2 separate regions of the Sus scrofa genome follow, and region 1 is linked to region 2. Evidence: chromatin contacts called from public promoter capture Hi-C data. All regions are on one chromosome and are shown on one strand. Each heading gives the region's core, a stretch centred on a gene start, on an enhancer-like site or on the middle of the called end of the contact. The rest is flanking DNA. Distances are from core to core; before and after follow the strand shown. Region 1 overlaps ASH1L (histone-lysine N-methyltransferase ASH1L). Region 2 holds the start of ASH1L (histone-lysine N-methyltransferase ASH1L).

Region 1 (5,291 bases), core at 1,022-3,521, 68 kb after region 2:
TGAACATGTGTAGATGAAATCAGAAAATTTATTGTGGTGGTTAGTACAGTTCTGGGAATTTCCCGTGAAATTCTATTTCAGTGAATTATCTGATTTGGGCAGTATGAGAAATAGCCTAATTGGAAGGAGAAAAACACAGACTTTTTAGCTTCAAAATCACCAATACAGGCTCTGAATCATTCTCTCTTGTAATGCATTTAATTGGTGAGTCAGATGAAATGTATTGCTTTCAGTAAATGTATTTCCCACAATTGGAAACAGCTGTTTTTATCATGGAACCAGCTTTTATCTCAGCATTCAGCTCATTCAAAAGAAGCTTTTAGAGCCCTTATGATCTGTGAATCATTGCAAAGGATTCAGAACTTTGAATATATAAACAAAAAAACTTGATCAGAGATTTCCACATAGTTGGTATTTTCACATTTTTTTACTATGGTGTCCATTTTAATTATAACCACTTTTGACTCAGTCACTGTTTAACAAACATTGCCAGTAGTCTTGACTCATAAATAATAAAAGGAGGAATTTTATAACTGATTTTGGGGGGAAGGAGCAATTAAATGTTAGAAACTAGTTTTAAATGCGTTATTTTAAAATAAATGTATATTATTTATGAACTTGTTACTGCACCTTCCAAATCTAGCATACTCAAATATGATTTGCCGTAGTTTACCCAAAGATATTTATAGCATTAGAAATATCAAACAAGTTTCGCATTCAAACTATTTCCTAGTTTCGAGGGTCTTTAATGGTAAACTCCCAATAGATGTAACCAAGACATATTGTTATTAAAGTTTTAATAGTGGATTTAGACTAAAGAAATGCATGTTTTATCCACCTAGCTTTTGGTTTCATTCACTATGTTCTTTTGCTATTTTACGTTTGGAAATTCCTTGATTTTTAGCCAGCCTAAGGGCTTCAGTGAAGTAGTTAGGTTGAACCTTTACTCCAGTGTTTGTGATTCCCCCTTTCCCCCACACTATTGTCAGTGGGAATTTTCTCTGTTTATGCTGATAATCTTTGCCCACATGACTCTATCTTCACACCCAGGCATCTGTAAATGTAGTATTTCTCTTTTTACCTTAGGCTTGTTTCTGTTCTTCTCTACACATCAGTCAAGATCTCTTGTGACAAATCAACTTCAGAACAGCTTCTTGGTTTCCACCAATTTTTGTGTATGATATAAAAAGATTTCCAGATTCTTGCCCCTTTAAAGTCGTTATATATTTTTTTGGTTTTTGTTTTCTCAACTTTCTGACATTCTTATCCATGATTTCATGGTTTCATCTTAAGATTTTGCTATAAAAGTACCATCTTCTTCCTTTTTGTCCAATTCGACACAGACATTTCTCCAAAACCTGTCTTTGTCTTTAAAAGCTCATCAGATAATGGCCAGATAAAAAAAACAGAGATTCTACAATCAAAACCACTTCCATGGAGCATGATCATGTGAGAAAAAAAGAATGTATATATGTATGTGTGACTGGATCACCTTGCTGTATAGTAGAAAATTGACAGAACACTGTAAACCAGCTATAATGGGAAAAAAAAAATCATTAAAAAAAAAACCACTTCCAGGATTCCCTCACATTTCCAAGTTTGTTTTTAGTTCTTAATTCCCAATTATTATCCCAATTAATGGTATTCTCTATTTTCCCTTTCTCTCCTTAGTAGTAGTCTGCCTTCTTTTTTACATGAAGGCTTCTGTATTTCCAACTGGAAAAAAAAAAAAGAATTTACTTGTAATCAACTTAAATTTATGTTAAAGACCAATTTTATTTAAATATTTTTGTGATTTATCTGTGACTTCTGTTTCCTTCATCTATGTCTGTAGAATTTCTAATCCATTTTTAAAGCTGTCATCTGAGTGGTGAAACACTCAGTAGGGTTTCCACCAAATAGTGAATTGAGGAATCCCCATTTATAGTCTTTGTTTACTTCTAGAGTACTCAATTATTCAGCTTTATACTGTATTGAAATAAAAAATGATGAGAACTCTCTGATATTTAGAATTATGTGTGTTCTCTGTGTATATTCTTTGAGGAGCTATCAGTTTGCCTTAAATTGGAATACCTACAGACCTCCTGTCATGTGAGGAGCATAGAGTCTTCACATATCCCTCCAGGCAGATCTAAAATGATCACTGATGACCCATGATTCCCTGAGTAATCGACCATAATTTAGAAGAACCAAAGAACCAAACAGTGGAAGCAGAAAACCGCTTTCTCCCTTGGTACAACACTGAACAGAGAACTAAACACTTTCTGGTTCTGACTCATCATTTGGGCACATCTTATTTTAATGATGTAATCCAGAGCATAATCCCAACCCAGGAGAAGCTATGGTGAAGAGAGTGAATTAGAAAGTTCACTCCAAAGAAGCTTTTGCCAGCCTTGCAGTTACCTACCAACCTTCGAAGTACCTATCTTAATAGTACTTCTTAATTAGAGGTACTTATTTTACTAGTACTTCTTTATGTTTAAGGTAATTGCTTGGTATTCTAGATTAGTTCTAATTCCTGGTTGGGTTTAAGTCCTGTCTTTTTTAAATTTTATTGTAATATAGAATTGTTGCCTATACATGTCAGTGACATTGTTAAGTAGGGTCTAAAAATTCTACAATAGGAGTTCACACTGTGGTTCATTGGGTTAAGAATCCAACCACAGGGGCTTGGGTTGCTGCTGAGGTGTGGGTTCAATCCCTGGCCCAGCACAGTGGGTTAAAAGGATCCAGCATAGCCACAGCTGTAGCATAGGTTGCAACTGCAGCTCAGATTCATTCCCTGGCCCAGGAACTTTCATATGCTGCGAGTGTGGTCATAAATGTAAATAAGTAAATAAAAATTCTGTGATAAACCCCGGGAACCATTTTATATATAATAGTATAATGCTTATAAAAACCCATTGAATTTTGTATATTATCTCATTTTGGAACTCAGAACAATCGTGTGAGTTGAGTGCTTTATTAAACCAATATTCAAGTATGTTTACTTACCTAGGTCTTATAGCTTGATTTGTAACAGAATCAGAAATCAAACACAGGATACCTTACTCCATAGTTCACGTACTTAACATTACTACACTCTGCATTGCATTCTATTTCAGGTTTTGAAACATAAATATATTGGTCTCTTTTGAAATGGACATGCTAGTTCTCTAGGCATTATCTTGTTCTTCCCCATCCACCCAACTGCATAATGGCACTTATAAAACAGGCTATTTATGGCAGTATTAGAGAGAGTGTTTACAGATTTCATGTGATTTCTGCTATTAGGCCTGTTTTAACATGCTTTTAAACATCTTTCACAGGTTGTTAACTCTTGCATATAAGTTTATATCATCATTTTCCAGTCTTAAAATTGGTTGCTTCACATCATTAGGTAATGTTTTTTTCAGGTATCCTCATCCTCTTACTGCTCCTGTATGCAGTGTTTTTTTAAGTGAAGTAAAGGTCTAGATCTAATGATTATCAAGCCCTAGAGATCTGTATCTTAGGGTTACAACTTTATTCCCCCTTACAGAAAATTGTTAAGAACAGCTCTGCTCTGTATGATGAACAGGGAATTCAAACAGGCTTATAAAAATGAAAAATGAGAATCCTCCAGAATGAAGTTTTATTCTAGTTTCCTATTATATCCTAAGAATAGGCTGCTGGCCTCCATTACTTTCAGGAAATGAAAAATGGCTCAGAAGCTAAGTGAGCTAAGCCATCTCTCTCTCAATTGTTTCAGTTTCTCAGGAATTGCTGTACAAAGCTGCCAATAACGATCTCCGGGGATCTGACCCCTATTCCACCTCCCACTGCCTCCTCTGCAGCTCCAGATGCCACCAAAAGAAGGAGCTTTGAAGAAAGTGCCTGTACCCTCTTTTACCTGAGGTGGGTGAGGCCAGGCAGGGTGATTCTCAGGATATCCTGATGATCAAAGGTATAGTTGAAGCCTTCATCAAGACTTTCTTGAAGATGACCAAGAAATTTGGGAAACATTACCAAATAGCCTAGAAACTGAAGATGGAGCTCAAGAATGGATGGCACAAATGCCACCTGAAATGTAATGCATGATAACATACAAGACCCTAAATAAGCTCCTTGAGGGCAGAGACTATTAAACTGTATATATATCCCCCCCCAACCTCCACAATGACTAGCATAGTACCAAGCATATAAACTGTATTCAGTGAATGTTAGCTTATGACTGAGAGAGAAGACTTTATAAAAAGTGCTCTCTAACCCATTCTTTCCCTAGTACTTAATCTAAGATTGTCCATTCATCAAGAAAATAATGATAAAGAGAGTTCAATGATATCTCAAGCTTCTTGGCCACTGATGTCTTCTGTCTTGGCTGTGTGTCTGAGTAGGAAATAGCTGTCCTGTAAAGAATTTTTCAGTATTAATATTTAAATTTATGTCTTCGCTGATGCCTGGGCTTTTACTTCTTAGATATTTTATTGTGGTATTTAGCTCTTTAGTGGAAATCTTATCTTATCTGACCCACACTCTAGGGGGATTTATTGTACTGTTGGTACAGTTTGTATCTGTTTTTAAGAGTCAGCAATAACCAGTCTTGCTTCTTGATTTGATCTTACAGTAGTCTTCATTGTGTTTCTGAAATAGGATATACTGTCACATCATTTTCCCCAAAATATAATTTATTACTCTTGAATGGCAACACAGTCTTATATCTCACCTGAGCAATACTAAGAGCCTGCTAAAAGAGTACTTACAGTGATGTGATTTAAGATTCTGCATTATTAAAACAAAGCCTCATGGTTTACTATTTCTTTTTGAGAAAGGGAAATAATAGAAACTTACCTCCATTGAATTCTTCTGTCCCCAAGTTGTCCTTCAATTAGTTCCTTAAGGAGTTAACTCTTATTTAGAGGCAGATCTTACAGATCTTATCTTCAAGTATTTTATTTCTTGTACCTTTTGGTTATATGTAAGACTTTTATTGTAACTTTTTTCAGGTTTAAAGTGAACGTTTCAGAGTGCTACTAGTTTTTTGACAAATAGTTGGACATTGATTATATATTCTCAACAGCTGGCTTTTTAGAGTATAAGAAATCCAGTATCAGAACCAAGTATATTTTATTCAGGAAAATAATCTTTCCTGAATGACGTACTTTTATCTTGAGCTAAGAGTTGAGTTATGCCACTTTGATTTGGGGTTTTGTGAAAAGAATAAGACTTTTTTTTAAAGGAAATTGAGTTTCTTTATCTTCATGAACATTATGTATATAACCAAGAAATCTTAAGTGTAAGCATTAAAGGAGGTTTATTTTATTCTATGGATA
Region 2 (5,554 bases), core at 2,532-5,031:
TCTGACGTTGCTGTGAGCTGTGGTGTAGGCTAGTGGCTACAGCTCCAATTAGACCCCTAGCCTGGGAGCCTCCATATGCCGTGAGTAGGGCCCTAGAAAAGGCCCCCCCCCAAAAAAAGAAAAAAGAAAAAAGAAATGGGGTTCTCCTACTTAATTGCTGTGTGACCTTGAGCAAGTTACTTTAATTTTGTGTTTCTTCATTTCTAAAATGGAGATAATGTTTATATTTAAGTATTGGATTATTAAAAGGATTAAATGACTTATATGTTATTACTACTACTAAGTTTCTATACCAGTGTACACAGCTACCAAATCAAAGAGCCAGGCTTTAAACCCAGGCAGTCTGGAGTGTATTTTTCTACTTTGCTAAAAGGCAAACACCTGAAGAATGAATTTAAAGTCATGATACCCAAATAAAGGCTTCAGAGTTCTTCCTTTGTTTTTTTTTTGGTTGTTGTTGTTTTGTTTTCTTTTGCTGCTTTTTTAGGGCCGGACGTGTGGCATATGGAAGTTCCCAGGCTAGGGGTCGATTCGGAGCTGTAGCTGCCAGCCTACACCCCACAGCCACAGCAAGGCCGGATGTGGGGTCTGAGCGGAGTTCTCAACCTACACTGCAGCTCATGGCAACACTGGATCCTTAACCCACTGAATGAGGCCAGGGATTGAACCCCCATTCTCATGGTTACTAGTCAGGTTCGTTATTGCTGAGGAACAATGGGAACTCCAGAGTTCTTCCTTTGTTAAACAGAAAATTATTTGTAGACTATTTTGTTTACAATTTACCATAACTTGTCAAACGTAAAATCAATCCTATGATGATCCAGTTAGTTTTATCTTTACAATTTTGAAATTTTATTTTGAAGCACCATGAGATAAATGTTTAATTACTTCTGTTCTAGTGGGGAAGTCTGAGGGCAGCTAAAGACTGCTGCTCTGGAGCAATATTAGAGCCCAGTTGTCTATTTACAGCTTGAGGACTCATGCCAAGAGAAGCAGAGCAGCAGAGAAACACTGGAAATCTAGGCACCTTTGTTGAGTGCCTATCACAGTGCTTAAAGAAAAGTTTCAGTTAAGTCACACCCTCATTTAAACAAAAGCACCATCCAGGGAATTGTACTCTGGCGGTTAGTCATGATTTGGTCCTCTTTCTGTGTTACTTTCCTATTGCTGCTGTAACAAATTAACATAAATTTGGTGTCATAAAACAACACAAATTTGTCATCTTAGAGTTCTGTGGTTTAGAAGTCCAGAATCAAAGTGTGGCAGGGTTGTGTTCTTTCTGGATGCTCTAGCAGAGAACCTGTTTTCTTGACTTCTCCAGTTTTTAGAGGCTGCCCTTTCCTCTTCATAGCCTGCCACAGCTGGTCAAGTCTATGTCATATTCCATCACTCTGACAGTGACTCTTTCTGTCTCTCTTACCTTTGAAGCACCCTTGTAATTACAGGGCCCTATCAGGTAATAGCTGATTAGTAACCTTAATTTTCTCTTGCCATGTAAACAATGTATTCACTGCTTCCAGGGATTGAGATTTGGACATCTTTGGGGGCACCATTATTTTATTTTCCACACCTTCCTTGGCTCAAATGATGGGGGGGGGTTCATCCATTCAGTAAGGTCATTTTATTGAACATTTAAATATTTTAGTCTCTGGCAGGCACTGCAACATATGCACACAAAAAAACCGCAGAATACTATCTTGTCTATACTTGGTTGACAACTCCTGAATCAGTGCAGTTACTCAAAGCCAGTTAAAGGCAGAGACCATATGTAAGGAACTTTATATTTTTATGTACTAGTGTAGTGGAATTCAGTTATAAGTGTTTTATAGCATAAACAATTATGTTTATGTCTTTGTAGCATAAACAATTATGTTGCTGATGAGAAACTTTATTAAGAAGGGAATGGGGTAAAAAAATTAAGTATTTAAGAGATAAGCAAATTGAAGTCTAAAGATAGTTATTGGACTTCTTAGAGCCTCAGGCTTCTCATTTGCAAAATGGGGCCAAGATGATCTACTTCATAAGGATTAAACAGGAACATAAGTTCTCTTGGCATGGTATTCTACAGACATTAATTCTCCTTCCCTTCTCATATTTTAAGTATCTGACATTCATTTCAACATTTTCATACTTGCTTTGCACCAAACTACAAAAGAATATACAAAGAAATGTTAGACATAGTCTCTGCCCTCAAATTAAAAATGTTCTTGGTAGGGTAACACACTTGCATACATGACACTATTGAGAAAGATATATGGCCTCTAAATGGCTCCATAAAATAGCTGGGGCTTAAGATACGATTAGGAAAAGCAAAGATATGGATAGTGAGGTAATTAAAGGGGATTCCATCCTTCCCTTAAAAAAAAAAAAAAAAAACCCAGAGCAATTAAACAAAACCTGATCCATATACTTAAGTATGGAAAAGGGAACATTTAGGACTGTCTACTTAAACTTTAGAGCTTGAAATTAATCTAGTACAGTGATTTTGAAACTATTCCTAGATCCTTAAAAGTCCATAGATGTTAAGGAACGGAATATCCAAGCGGATCCCTCCCCCGATTTATTCTGTTTTACACTTTGGGTGAAACTAAAGATTATTTGAATAGAAAGCTTCAGAAATACCCGTACATTTTAATAGTTCATAGTTCTCCTTACTCAATCATCAAGAAAAAGTAAGTGTTCATTCACAGTTTTGAGAAACAAGTATCAGTAGCCACAGAAATCTGAAAGATTTCCTTTTGCATTTATTATAACGATTTGGAAGAATAGGACACAAACTACCAATTACACCCACAAACCTTATCAACATCCAGAGTACTGTAAACGATAACATTACACTTTGCACCTTCCCTGTGCCTAGAAGCTAATACTTCTTTATCTACATTATTTTATTTTATCACATACCAACCTTGAAGGCAGATTTGGAGTTAACTAATTTTTATGTTCAGTTTTTCATTTGTTGACAAGGAATTAAGAAAAATAACTTTCTGAAAGACACACAAGACGTGAGAGACCAAGTCCAGACCTTGAATTTGTAACGTATGGCATCTTTATCCTCTAACATCAGGCTGCCTAATGAGGTTGAAAATATATCATCTAGCCAAGAGGAATGCATAAAAGTGCACGAAACATCATCGCGTATAGACAGTGGCGTGAAATTCGAGCAATCTAAGATGGGTTTAAAATAGAATTTCAAAAAAGGAAGAAAGAAAAAGCCGACCACGCACCGGTTCTTCTTTAGGTTTCAGGACCGCAACACGGAGCCCGGAAGGAAGCCCCCTAGGAGGGTCGCCGGCCCAACTGGTTTCACTCCCTACCTCATGGAGGTTCCGAGTCCCACTCCTCTCCTTCATGAGTACAACCCCATGCAGGTCCATTCCCTCACCGAGAGTCGTGGATCCGCTTTCCTGATGCGGTGAACGACAGGCACAGTCAAGGGCTGGCTCCACAGCGCTTGTCCCGCAGCAGAGAAGCAAGCTCGGGTCGTTTGGCAGGAAGCTGCTCACCGCGCAGCCGCCGCGGCCTCCAACTACTTGTCAGCAGAGGGGCGCTAGGCCGCCCCCGAGCCGCTCACCGCGGCCAGGACGAGGTGGGGGGAGCGAGCCGTGTCGCCTTGGCGCCTCAGCCATCGAGGTAAATAGTCATAGGTGTCTACTGGCCACTGGGGTAATTCCAATCCTAACGGCAACTTCTGCCCGTTTCGTCTGTCCTTTTCTCCCCCGCTGCTGCAGCTAATGGGAATGGAACAGTCCCGCGGGGGGGATTGTGGGAGGCGCACGCGCGAGGGGTGGAGGGTATGTGGGGGGGGCGGAGGGGGAGGAGGCGGCGGCGGCGGCCGTGGCGGCGGTTGGTGGCAGTGGGGGCGGGGAAGGGGGGGAGGAGAGGAGAGGAGGTGGAGGAGGAGGCTTGGGCTCGCGCCGCTGAAGGTACGCGTGAGGGCCCGCGCCAAAGCTGGCTTGACAGGGGCCGAGGGGAAGTGGGGGACCGTGCGAGGAGGCTCCCCAGAGCGAGTGCGTACTGGCTGGCGGGCGCGCCAGGCGGCCGAAGGCGGTGGTTGGTGGGAGCAGCAAGCGACGAGCCCAGATACACTCTGGCGCGTGCGGGCGGGCGTGCGCGCTCTGCCGCCCGAGTCGAGTGAGGAGGGAGGACGAAGGGGGAAAACGCGAGGAGGGAGGAGTGGGAGGTGGGGGGGCACGAGGCGCCCTTCGCTCCCTCCCTCCCAAGGAGCTGCCGCCGCCGCCGCTCTGCCGCCGCCGCTCCCGCCGCCATTTTGGGTTCGCTTTGCGGAGGGGGAGACGATCCCCGTCTCGGTTGCGGGACCCGCCTCCCCTCAGTTTCCCCCGCTTAGCCCCACGCCTTTCCCCTCTCCTCTCTCGCATTTCCGCCAGTCCGCTCACCCGCTGGCCGCCTCCTGACAAGCGGGAGGGATCCGCTGTGGACCAAGGGAAGCGGAGGAGCCTGGTGGCGGCCGCCCCCTCTTCCCCACTTCCCTGCACTCTCATCTCTCTCGGCCTCGGCCTCTGACACGGTGAGTAGTACCGCCTGGGGAGGCCTTTGGGCCTAAGTACTCCCTCAGCGACTCAGTCCTTGGCTTCCTGGGAGCTACTGTCATCTCCCGGACCTGGACCTCCGGGAGAGCGGTGGTAAGGATGGGGGAGGGGAGAGTAGGGAAGGGGATCCTGAGCTTACCGGGAAGTCCCTCCTGGCGGAGGTGAAGGGGTGTCCCTGACAGGCGGGCTCCTGGCTTGGGGGAGGGGGCGGGAAAGTAAGCGAGTGGAGGCGGAGCCCGCTGTGCCCCTGACAGGTTAGTTTGTGTGTTGTGGAGGCACGATTGGAGCATCCCCCATAGGCCAGGTTGTTCCCGTTAAGGAATAAGAGTGTCAGGAGGGATGATCCTCTTTTGAGGGTAGTTTACCTGTATGTTCAGATCTGTGGTGTCCCTGACACGCTCAACTGGCTGTTGAAACTACAGGATGGTCTCCGTGTTATAAGTTTAATAGATGTTACTGGTTAGTTTGTGCATGGAAAGACATGTTTTTGGTCTAGGAGACAGATGGTCTGTTAGTGTATAGCGGCTGTGTTTGTGTGTGTATGCAAGAAAGGAAAGTGTTTCGGAAGAGTTTGCTTTTATTTGTACAAGTGTAATGTAGTTCCACTTATAAGTTAGCTTATTTTTAAATTAAAGTTTGGGATATTCCCTGCTGGTTGATATGTGTGTGTGTTTTAGGGTTTGAGAGTGCCTTATTGACTTGTTGGGAAAGAGAAGTCAAAGCAGTATTTTAGAAATGTAGCATGTAAGTGTGTGGTCAGGGATGGGAGAAACTTGTCATAACCAGTTATTCTTAAGAATAGTTTGTTCCTCTGAATAGAGTGAATTGTGTAAATATGAAGGCCCAGAACATCTTTACCTGAACAATTACTGTGAGGGTGTAAAGAATGGTTGGCCTTTCTGTTGACCTGAGTTTGTATTCACACTTTATAATAGAATAAAGCTTTTATACTGTTCAAAATGCTCTTTCAGTTTCTTTGCCATCCTAAGTTTCTCTGTGAATGA

Evidence for each region. Promoter capture Hi-C pulls out the DNA fragments that hold promoters and counts their contacts.
Region 1: a promoter capture Hi-C map of fetal skeletal muscle shows a contact between it and region 2, with 2.3 times the contacts expected there. The contact joins the enhancer-like site here to the promoter of ASH1L in region 2. A contact is called at or near these places in 1 of 5 promoter capture datasets (fetal skeletal muscle), 5 of 47 Hi-C or Micro-C datasets (embryonic fibroblasts, epiblast stem cells, fibroblasts and 2 more) and 1 of 2 datasets of contacts at active chromatin or transcription factors (alveolar macrophages).

What each region holds. Positions count from the first base shown.
Region 1 is chr4:94,363,635-94,368,925 of Sscrofa11.1, forward strand. All of the region lies in intron 3 of ASH1L (histone-lysine N-methyltransferase ASH1L), which reads left to right. Among named protein-coding and RNA genes, the nearest start is that of ASH1L, 69 kb to the left of the region's middle. Within about 2 kb of position 2,272, at least 3 of the 83 cell types and tissues checked have an H3K27ac peak or open chromatin away from gene starts, as enhancers often do. A contact at or near this core is called in embryonic fibroblasts, where this site is marked.
Region 2 is chr4:94,293,751-94,299,304 of Sscrofa11.1, forward strand. ASH1L (histone-lysine N-methyltransferase ASH1L) reads left to right here and starts at 3,782. Exons shown (of 28, transcript XM_021089697.1): 1 at 3,782-3,926; 2 at 4,389-4,528. The coding sequence starts at 3,797. DAP3 (28S ribosomal protein S29, mitochondrial) reads right to left here and starts at 3,731. Exons shown (of 13, transcript XM_021089714.1): 1 at 3,318-3,731.